Linked DNA regions of Sus scrofa: all the other regions are linked to region 2. The links are chromatin contacts, called in public HiChIP or PLAC-seq maps. All regions are on one chromosome and are shown on one strand. Each heading gives the region's core, a stretch centred on a gene start, on an enhancer-like site or on the middle of the called end of the contact. The rest is flanking DNA. Distances are from core to core; before and after follow the strand shown.

Region 1 (3,371 bases), core at 732-3,231, 160 kb before region 2:
TAGAAATGCTGCCACAGAGATGGCACCTGATGCCACCGAAGGTCCTCCCGTGAAACCAGAATTCTCACAGTTCTTTCAAATTATTCCCCACCCTTGCCCCATCTACCGGTCGCAGCGAAGGACGCGATTCTCTCATGAATTTCTAAACAACATCGAGGAAGAGGCCAAGTCTTCCTTCACTCCCAGCTTCCTTTTCTAAACCATCCACGGTGTCTCTGGCGTCAGGCTCTGCTGCGGCTCTCGCTCCCCGGATCTCAGCTGTGCATGCACATTCCTTTTAATTCCCTGCATCCAAGTCCTCGTCTAGGCCCCTGATTTTCTCATGGTTTCCTCACTTTCAGTGTTGGTTCAATTAGGAAAACAAAACACCAACCCTAAAATAGTCAACCTCCAGGACAAAGGAACGGAAACCACTCAAATCGGTTTGAATGAAAGAGGGAATTTATTAGAAGAATACAGAGGGTTCTTGCAGGGACTCCAACAGCGGAAATGGTTAAGAGCTAGAGGCAGGCTCTTCTGCAGGACAGACCAGGTTGTCATCGCAAACTTTTACTTCTGGGCTTTGTCACAGCACCAATACGGTCTCCTAGAGGTCAGTCCTCCCTGGACAGGGCATAAGGGACTAGAAGGTGGACTCCTTTCTGCCGGCTTTATGATCCTTATATGCCTTTATGCTGGCCTCAAACTTGTCAAGCACGTGCTGGCAGACATTCATGAGCTCAGTCAGGCCTCTCTGAAAGGGCTCAACAGCTGGAAGGGCACCTCGAGTCTGTATGCGCAAATTAATTTTGCTCTCTGAAGGATGGGTTGTGGTGTAACCGCAAAACTCCACTTCCGGGTTCTTCATGATCATGTAGCGAAGAGAATTTCCTAGGGTATGGTCCTCCTCGTGCAAAACAAATGTCACACAGTGTCTATCTGTCCCAGCTGCCTGGACCATTTCCAGGGCTGTCTTCCTCTCGCCTTCAGCCATTGGGGTCTTCAATCCAGATATTTTTCTACACACATTTTTTGCAAAAATGAGATCATACTGAATATGCTTTCGTATCTAGCTTTTTTCATCTACGGTATCACAATGGTAACATGCTATTACTCCAATGCACTGCAGTTACAGAGAACTGTTAGCATGAACCTTTTATTTTCCTGCCTCCACATATTCTACCAATATTTAATTTATCGCCTCCAATTTCTCCCTACGCCATTTGGCCCTCCACATGGCCACGAGGGGAGTGTCGTTAAAAAAGCTTGCTAAATCTTATTTGGTAGAGTCACAAGAAAGGGCTATTATTAGAAACGGGTGGGCCCTGCCAGAGGATGGAAGGGGAGTTGAAAGGCGTGGGAAAACGCGACTATAAAAATAGAAACTAAAGCTCCTCAACGTGCAGGAGGTAAGGAAACTAGAAAGGAAAGTCTGAGAAGAGTCATCAAGCAGGAGGGAGAAAAAGCACTCAGCGCAGAGTAGCTTAAAGAGCGCTCTACACGGAGGAGGGACTTGGGCCCGACCAACACACCAATCCCATCGCTCCGGTAACAGGGGACGGTGCGTGGTTCGGAACGTTAGCTATGCTTCCTCTTGCTTTTCCAACGCGGGGGGTGGGCAGTTAACTCTGGTCTCGCAACTTGTCTTCCTTCCTCGATATCTAGAGCACTGAGCGCCTCCATTCAAACCATCCAGGTCTCCCGCCCCCTCTTCCCTCTCCCCACCCTGGCGCCCACCGCTCCCTCCTCCTCGCCTGTCCTCCCAGCCAGGCCCTCGCTGCTAGGCCGGGCCGCGGAGGCTGAGGCCCCGGCCGGCCGCCGGCTCCCAGGGCAGGGCGCGGCCCGCCTCTCCTGCCCCCACTCCCCGGCCGTTACCTCTCCAGCTCCTGGTCCTCTTCCATCGCGGGGGCGGCTTCCGGGATCCTCAGGTGGTGCCGGCCCGCCGAAGGCTCTGCCCCATACCGCGAAGCGTGCGGGCGCAGCAGGAAGAAAGGAAGGAAGGACCGACGGAAGGAGCGCGGACGGAAGGAGGGGGGAGGAGCCGCAGCGGCGCGGCAGGGCCCGGCCACTGGGCGGGGCGTGGAGGCTCCGCCCGGGCCCCGCCCACCCGCCCCGCCCCCGGCGCGAGGAGGGCGTGGCGAGGCCTGAGCCGCTCACCTGCGCTCCCAGAGCAAGTCCTCCCGGGAGGGCTAGCGGGGAGATGGGTGGGGTCCGGCTGCCGCCCCGCCCCAAGGCCGGCACCGGCCGGTGGGCGCCGGAGCTCAGCCCCCGGTGCCTTCCTCCAGGTGCGGGCGAAGGGGGCGGGGCCTTACCTGTGGCCCCCAAACTCCCCTTCTTAGAGCGAGGATCAGGCCTCCTTCTGACTTGCTGCTAGACCTGTGGGGGACACAGTTAGTCCCAGGCGGGTCCCCTGCCCCCCAAGGGACTCTCATGGGACGACGTACTTAAATTATAGTTAATCAGCACACTTTGATGAATTTCACAACTGAAGAGGATGGGTTTAAGACTGTATTTGTCTCATCCGGAATCTTGCAGCTGCACCCCTCAACGGGGTCAAAGGACACGCATTTTCTATTTTGGGGGGGAGGAGCGAGAGTTTGGAAGGAAACCATCTCCACCCGATCCCCACTCCCCCAATCCTTTCTTAGGATCTCCCTGGAGTACGCCCTGCCTCGTTTGGGACGTCCTTTTCCCCTTTACCCTTTTGGCCTCATAAACCTCCTCACCTGCGGAACCTCCCTCTCACCTTTGTTCCCAGGTGCCCCCGCCCCCTTTCACCGTCCGACTAGCTCTCCGCCCTCCTTCTCCCTTCGCGCCTCTCCGCTCTCCGCCCCCCTAGTGTTCCCGTTCGCTAATAATCCTTCTGCCTTCCACGCTCTCCTGCTCCCCTCGCCTCCTCACCCCGGCCAGCCCCGCTCCCTACCCCTCGACCCCCGCTGTCATCCAGCCCAACACGCCTACAGCTCTGCTTTCCTGCGCCACCTGTTCTCCTTACCCCACCCCCGATCCCCCTCGATGTTCGCCGCCGCCCCCAGCTGTTCCCCTCTCCTCGCAGCGTTCGGCGGTGAGCGCTGAGGCACTTCCCGAGCGCGTCTTCTGCTGGGGAATCAGGCGAGCGGCAGGGACAGCCGAGGAGTGGGGAGGGCGGGCGGCGAGGGGCGGAGCGGGCTCACTCTAACCCGGAGTGTCAGCCCCGGCCCGGCCCGCCCCCCGAGCTCCCGGATAGGCGGAGCCGCCCTCTGGCCCGCCCCCCTCCCGCCCTGTGCTGCCGCCGATTGGCCCCGGTGCGTGTCGGGCTGCGCGGCTCGGCCCTGGCGTCCGCCCGGGGGAAGGCAGCAGGGGCGGTTGAGAAGTGAAGTCTTGGCTGGAGTTTGCTTCTTGCCAGGAAATCC
Region 2 (3,477 bases), core at 490-2,989:
AGCCAGCTGCCTGCTTGACTATCATTTTATTCAAGGGGCTTCCATGCCTGCCCCCACTGGAGCTGAGCCCAAAACGCCCCATCTCATGTCAGCCGGAGGTCAAAGCAGAGTTCAAGAGAAGGGATAAAATGCTGCTGCTTCTCTCTCTGAAGGCACGGCTGCTGTGCTCACTCTATTCTGCTCCTCCCTCGCCTTCCAGCAACAGCTGGTATCTGACGACGGCCATCGAGAAAACTGCCCAGATCTACTGTGGCCACACGCACCTTCAAAGAGGGGCTGCAAAAGGCATAGTGGCAGGTAGCTCTAGTTACCAGTGAGGACTTGATCTTACCAAGCTTTAAGCCTTAAGTTGGGTATCAAACTCTTCTATCAGTTTCACCCGTTTCACTTAATATCTTCAGAGACTGGTAACTCCACTGGTTCACTCACTTTGTAAGTGATGCTCAGCATCAAGGGCGCCAACTCTGACACGAGGCTGCCTGGGTTTTCATTCCTGACTCTGCTGTCATCTGTATGACCCTGGGCAAATTATGTAACTTGTCCAGGCTTCAGTTCCCTCATCTGTGAAATAGGGTTGATTGGGTTTTCCTGAAGATTAAATGACTTGATGCAACTCGAGGGCTCAGAACAGTGCCTGGCGGCCAGCAGGTAACTTACCAAGGCGAGCAGTTCCCAAGTACCGAGCTGGTCACTCTTACCTCTAGATCTACACCAAACAAGCACATCCTGCTATTAAGGAGTATTTGCGGCAGGATAAAATGAATCTCTGATTCTTCTCAACTTGGAAAAGGCCAACATGCAAATACTAACCTTGGCCTTTGAGTCACATCTAGTGTTTTCTGGGTTTACCACTTGGCTGTTTTCAGTTAGTACCTACTTTGCTCGACGCCATGGATTTGATGAGGAAACGGAAACGTGGTCTTTGCTCTCAAGGAGGTACTTAAAGCTGAACTAGTCTCCTCGTCTGGAATGAAACAGGTAATGCGTGATTTGAGAAGCTATTTGAGAGTAAAGCGAAGCGTCCCGCTGGATTTGCAAGTACCCAACCAGGTGGCTTCATTGAGTCCCGATCACAGATTCCCGCTGTGCCACTGAGCAACGTCTTGCCCGAGAAGCGGCAAGGGGGGCAGGGGCTGGCACAGCGGCCTGCAGGCTCGGGGCCTGCGGTGACCTCAAAGCAGCCTGGAAGAGACCAGGTGCAAGGCCAGCACCCAGGGATAGAAAGGCTCCAGAGCTGAGCAAACCACGCACCCACCACGCCAGTCTCCTCCTGAGTTAAAAGGCTGACTGCTCCGAGCTCCCCAGGTTACCGGCACCACGTGGACCTTCCCTGCCCGGGATGGGGCTCAGAGACCGCTTACCTGGGAACCGAGGGGAGCCTTTACTTTCCGAGTCTGTCTGCTCACCTGCAATTCTAGACAGTGCATCCGAACTCACAAACGATTACAGACGTTTAAACGTTTGAAGACGTTTATAAAGCAGTTTATTAAGTATATATCAAAATACTATGTTATTTAAGAAAAAAAGACGTGCACAAAAACTAAGCCCTAATGTGAACACAGCCACAGCAAGGTTGGAGCCGACTTAATGGAACGTGGGGAAGGGATGCTCTGGTCTCCGCTCAACCTGCAGCAGCCGGCCAGGCCGGCACCAACTTCACGAAGGGAACTCCCCTCGGCAGCGACATTTTCCGTCGGCGGACGTTGAGTCGCCGACCGGAAGCACCCCGCCTCACGTCACCTTTCCTTTAAAGACGCAGGCCGAAGCCCCGCCTACTACGGAAGGCGAAAGGGAGCCCCGTTTGCGCGCTCCTTCGGCCAAACCTTACCAATCGGCGGCCCGGTACAGGTAAAGCTAAAGGCGAAGGGCACTGCGCGAGTCAGGGGACCTGCGGCGGGAGGAAGGGATCGTGCGGCTGTGCCCGCGGAGGACGCGGCCTTGCGCTCAGCCATGTCCCCTGTCCCTATCCATGGAAGGTCAGTGCCGCCCACCCGCCAACGGAGAGGCCCCGTAGACCCTGCCGCGCGGTCGGAGGTCGGGCAGGGATGTAAAGCCGTCTTCGAGCCCAAGCTGCCGACCGCCCAGCCGGGAGCCGCAAGACCTACATGCGCCGCCAACCCTGCCGTCCCCCGCACCTAAGGCCCGGCTATCCGGACGCAGCACGTTTGCTCGCGCACGCACGCCGAGCGTCGCTACGACCCTCCGCCCCAGGCGCGGTGCCGGGACCGAGCCTGGGATGGGCGTGGCCGTCGCGGGTGCACGTGACCCGTCTGGCTGGCGCGGAAGGCCCCGCCCGACAGTACCTGGCCTGCGCGGTGGAGGGAGATGGGGCAGACCGCTCGCCCTGCAGCCCAGGGAGGTCGTAGTGGGGTTTTCGAGGTTGCTCAGTGATCATGGGATTCCCCCACCCCATTTATCATTTACCAGGCTCCAAAACTTAATACTCTTGAAAGAAGTCAATAAATTCTCTCACTAAACAGCTGCAGTTCCAGGAGTTCCCGTCCTGGTTCAGTGGTTAAGGAACCCCACTAGCACCCGTGAGGACGCCGGTTCAATCCCTGGCCTTGCTCAGTGGGTTAAGGATCTGGTGTTGTTGTGAGCTGCGGTCTAGGTCGCAGACGCGGCTCCGATCCAGTGTTGCTGTGGTTGTGGCGTAGGCTGGCGCCTACAGCTCCGATTAGACGCCCTAGCCTGGGAACCTCCTAAAAGACAAAAAGGCAAAAAAGAGCTGCAACTCCAAGTGCATGCTATGAGAGGCTTCAATGTAAGAAAGTACGGGGCGGGGGGCGGTTCCTGGAAAACCGACTACTGGTTACTGTGCCTGTGCCAGGCATGATTCAGGAAAAGAATAAACGAGATTAGTTCCCTGCTTCAAAGAACTTACTGTCTAGTAAAGGAGAAACAGTAATAAGCGTTTGAGGATGAAGTGTACCAGTGTCTGCTCCTTACTTTGAAATGTATCAAAAGGTACGTAAAATGAATGGAAAGAGGGGTAGGTAGATGGAGTCTAGGAGGATAGGTATGGGCGTGTTCACTGTACGGTCTTCCAACTTTTTAATACAAGTTGGGCCAAGAAGTCCTATAATAAGGAAGAGTCTGTATTGTATCACAAGTTAATCACTAAAGCAATGTTGCCTGTAAGCTTAAATTACACTTAATGGCCCATCTCTGGGAACCTTGCCTCCCAGGTAATAAGAATTAAGGTAAAACATCTTCCTTTAGGAGTTCCCATTGTGGCACAGGTTAAGAACCCAATATAGTGTCTGTGATGATTTGGGTTCAGTCCCCGGCCTCGGTTAGTGGGTTAAGGATCTGGCGGGGCTGTGGCTGTGGTGTAGGTCAGCAGCTGTATCTCCAATTCGACCCCTAGATGGGGAACTTCCATATGCCCAGGTGTGGCTGTAAAAATAAACAAAACACCTTCCTTTAGCTCATAGGAAGCATCCTGACCAGGCCCGCCTGTCAATGGCTGCAGGA
Region 3 (3,258 bases), core at 63-2,562, 150 kb after region 2:
CACACAAGAACGGTTCACCCAACCCATTCGAAGCAAACCATTGTTAAAACAAATGCAGCCTTCCTTTTAAAAGGCATTAAGCATCTATGCAGCACAAGTTCAGCTTTAATTCTCAACTCTGTATTAAGTTCATAAACAAGGAGACATGCTTGCAGGTCCACCTCACTATGTGGAGTCACAAAGTGGCACAATCCGTAATGGAAGTCACTTCTGACTCCAGAATCCACGCTCCTTCCACTAGACCCATTTTTTGAGCTAGAAATTGAACATGGTTGAATACACAAACGAACGCGTTTTTAAAAATAATACTTAACGTCCCAAGCAACGATGCTTTAAATTCTGTAATACTTCCAAAAATGGGACCCACTACGGAATGCAACCCGCAGTTTGCATAACCAGACTCAGATGTAGTGGTTATTCACGTTAGGTCTGACTCGGCTACTCATGAATCCCTCCTCCGCTCAACACTTGTCCAGGCGTTACGAAAACAGAACCCGCAGCACAGTTTACTCCCTTTGTCCAACTGTGATCCCAGCCCAGAATTAAAGCCGCGAGAAATCATTTCCTGCATCACCAACGAAAGGCCGGGACTTCCTTATGCCGATCGACGCAGTGGGCACCTGTGTGGTTCACCGACACACGACCCCCGACTTTCAGACACACGCAGGCCTCACCGGAGCTTCAGGCCGGCGGCTGACTTTAAACCCGCTCCCACTACCCTAAACTTCTACCCCACAGCATGACGCTGCAAGTTCCCAAACGGGGATTAGGACACCACACCGAAAACATTACAGAACCACGTGTCTCTCCCCGGTGCTTCGAGCGCATGTCCCCCGAGCAGGGCCGCGGCGTCGGAGCCCGGCCTTCGGCCCCGCGGCCCAGGCCCGAGCCCGCCGCGGACGGACATAGCTCCCCAACCTAAGCCAGCGGGCCCGAAGCGGACTGGACAGTCTCTCCAGAACCCCAACGCCCGGCCGCCGCGGCCGCCGCGCTGGCGCTCACGCCGGTGGCACGCCGGGCGCCGGGAGCCACGCGCGGGCCCTACCTGGAAGATGGCGGTGCCGGCCGAAAAGGAGGAGGCGGGGCCGCGCGCGCGCCTTACAAGGGCCTGCGGGCTGCCCGCGGCGCTGCCTGAGGGGACGCCGGCCCGCAGCCACTCTTTTCTGGGGGCGGGTAGCGTCCCCAGGAACCAGAAGAGCCTGTGAGAATGGTTTCCTTTCTTGAGAAAAAGAGGTGCTCGACCCACGCAAGCGGACACTTGGATCTTGCCAGACAGCCCGGAAAGGGGCCTTCAAGGGCGCCACCCGGGCGGCGACGCCCCGAGCGTGCTGACGTCAAGCCTGCGACAGACGCCACGCCGGAAGCGGGCGGGTGCTTGCTTTGTGGGGCCGCTGGGAGCGCTTGGTTATTTCCTCTGAGCGCTTAGCTGCCGCTTGTAGACTTGACTGCGTGGGCACAGAAGTCAAGTGGTGGTGGAGAGAGTGTATTATCCAATTTGTATGTCTTTCAGTCAGCTCTTTCCTCCACGCGTCTAAACATCCTCCGCACCTGCTGGTAGGTGCGTACATGTTAAGACCACCTTGAAGCAATTGGGCAAACTCTAGTAAAACCGAAATATCCAAAGAGCAAATTCCAGCATTCAGCTCCTAACTGTGTATTTTATAGGAACTTTGCTGTGTAGACAAGGGTGTCCATAGCCCCACTGTGAGTAGGAGCAAAAAATTGGAAACTTCCATCAATAAGAGCATAAACATGGGATATTCACAGGACGCAATATTATATGCCAGTAAGTCAAGACTGAACCTAGAAATGTGATGAAGCAGAAAGAGGGAGATTTATGTAGGTACAGTTTTTTTTTCTTTTTTCTATTTTTGCTTTTTAGGACCACACCTGGGGCATATGGAGGTTCCCAGGCTAGGGGTCTAATTGGAGCTACAGCTGGTGGCCAACGCCAGATCCGAGCGGCGTCTTCGACCTACACCATTGCTCACAGCAACGCCGGATCCATAACCCATTGAGCAAAGCCAGGGATCTAACCCTGCAACCTCATGGTTCCCAGTCAGATTCGTTTCTACTGTGCCATGGTGGGAATTCGCGTAGGTGCAATTTTAAAACATGTAAAACAATGTTATATATTGCTTTTGTTATACATGCATATGTAGTGAAACTAGTCCAGGAATAAAAGGAACTGAAAATCTAATTTAGAAGTGTGGTATTGTCTGATAGGGAGGAGACTATAAAGAAAGGGGTAGAAGGGAGGCTTTAACTTTCTTGACTATTTTTGAGCTGGGTATTGAATACCTGGCTGGGGGGGTGGTGATTAAATTAGGAGTTAAGCCTGGGAGACCACTCCAAAGAGGTGAGGGGGGGAGCAAGGATATATGAGTTTTTGTAACAAAGAGAGAGTATGAGGAACAAAAGATTTACAGAAAACCAGATTTGCAGAAAAAGTTTTACAGAAAACCAGTTTCTTTGGAAAGATGCAACGGTCTGGGCTTACAGGAATCACTCCTCTGATACGCACCAGCCCTGGGCCAGTATTTCTTTCTTGAGTTCCTTCAGGGCTAACTGGCCCAACTTTGGAGTGACTGACCTTGACATCTTTTGTTTTGTCCACTAGGTACAGCCCAGAAGGCAGTATTTCAGCCAGCTCTGAAATACTGCCGCCTGGAGGAAAGGGGAACTATCAAGATGTAAGTGATAAAGGGGGAGGGGGAGGTGCGTGCAGCCATGCACGAATATTACAAAGTTTGCTGCTGGTCTTGTGAAGGCTACTTCTTGTCACATGGGGCAGATGTCACCATGAAAGGTGTTAGTGTTTTTCTAGATATGAGGGGATGCAAGAAGTGGGCTCATAAAATGTCCTAAAAATATCTGTCTGGAGTTCCCAACGTGGCGCAGTGATTAACGAATCCGACTAGGAACCACGAGGTTGCAGGTTCGATCCCTGCCCTTGCTCAGTGGGTTGACAATACGGCGTTGCCTTGAGCTGTGGTGTGGGTTGCAGATGCGGCTCAGACCCAGCGTTGCTGTGGCTCTGGCATAGGCCGGGGGCTACAGCTCCGATTCAACCCCTAGCCTGGGAACCTCCATATGCCGCGAGAGTGGCCCAAGAAATGGCAAAAAGACCAAAAAAAAAAGAAAGAAAATGTATCTGAAGACCTGCTCTTCCAGTGTCCCCAGAGCACAGAGTACCTCCCTCCTGATCTCCACCCCGAGATCCGCCTGTCGGTGCCGTGGTTGGCAGGTGCAGTGGGT

The links. HiChIP or PLAC-seq counts read pairs in DNA pulled down with a chosen protein or histone mark.
Region 1: an H3K27ac HiChIP or PLAC-seq map of alveolar macrophages shows a contact between it and region 2. The contact joins the promoter of LOC106505238 here to the promoter of MTIF3 in region 2. A contact is called at or near these places in 1 of 5 promoter capture datasets (liver), 1 of 47 Hi-C or Micro-C datasets (skeletal muscle) and 1 of 2 datasets of contacts at active chromatin or transcription factors (alveolar macrophages).
Region 3: an H3K27ac HiChIP or PLAC-seq map of alveolar macrophages shows a contact between it and region 2. The contact joins the promoter of RPL21 here to the promoter of MTIF3 in region 2. A contact is called at or near these places in 1 of 47 Hi-C or Micro-C datasets (heart right ventricle) and 1 of 2 datasets of contacts at active chromatin or transcription factors (alveolar macrophages).

What each region holds. Positions count from the first base shown.
Region 1 is chr11:5,042,970-5,046,340 of Sscrofa11.1, reverse strand. It overlaps LOC106505238, which reads right to left and starts at 1,981. Exons shown (of 3, transcript XM_013980406.2): 1 at 1,855-1,981. The coding sequence starts at 1,880. POLR1D (DNA-directed RNA polymerases I and III subunit RPAC2) reads right to left here and starts at 2,067. Exons shown (of 2, transcript XM_003357811.4): 1 at 1,855-2,067; 2 at 420-998. The coding sequence starts at 1,880. The coding sequence ends at 623.
Region 2 is chr11:4,878,262-4,881,738 of Sscrofa11.1, reverse strand. It overlaps MTIF3 (translation initiation factor IF-3, mitochondrial), which reads left to right and starts at 1,739. Exons shown (of 4, transcript XM_001926477.7): 1 at 1,739-1,848.
Region 3 is chr11:4,729,801-4,733,058 of Sscrofa11.1, reverse strand. It overlaps RPL21 (60S ribosomal protein L21), which reads right to left and starts at 1,312. Exons shown (of 6, transcript XM_003482864.4): 1 at 1,046-1,312. It overlaps LOC102162556 (a long non-coding RNA gene), which reads left to right and starts at 1,368. Exons shown (of 4, transcript XR_002336625.1): 1 at 1,368-1,786.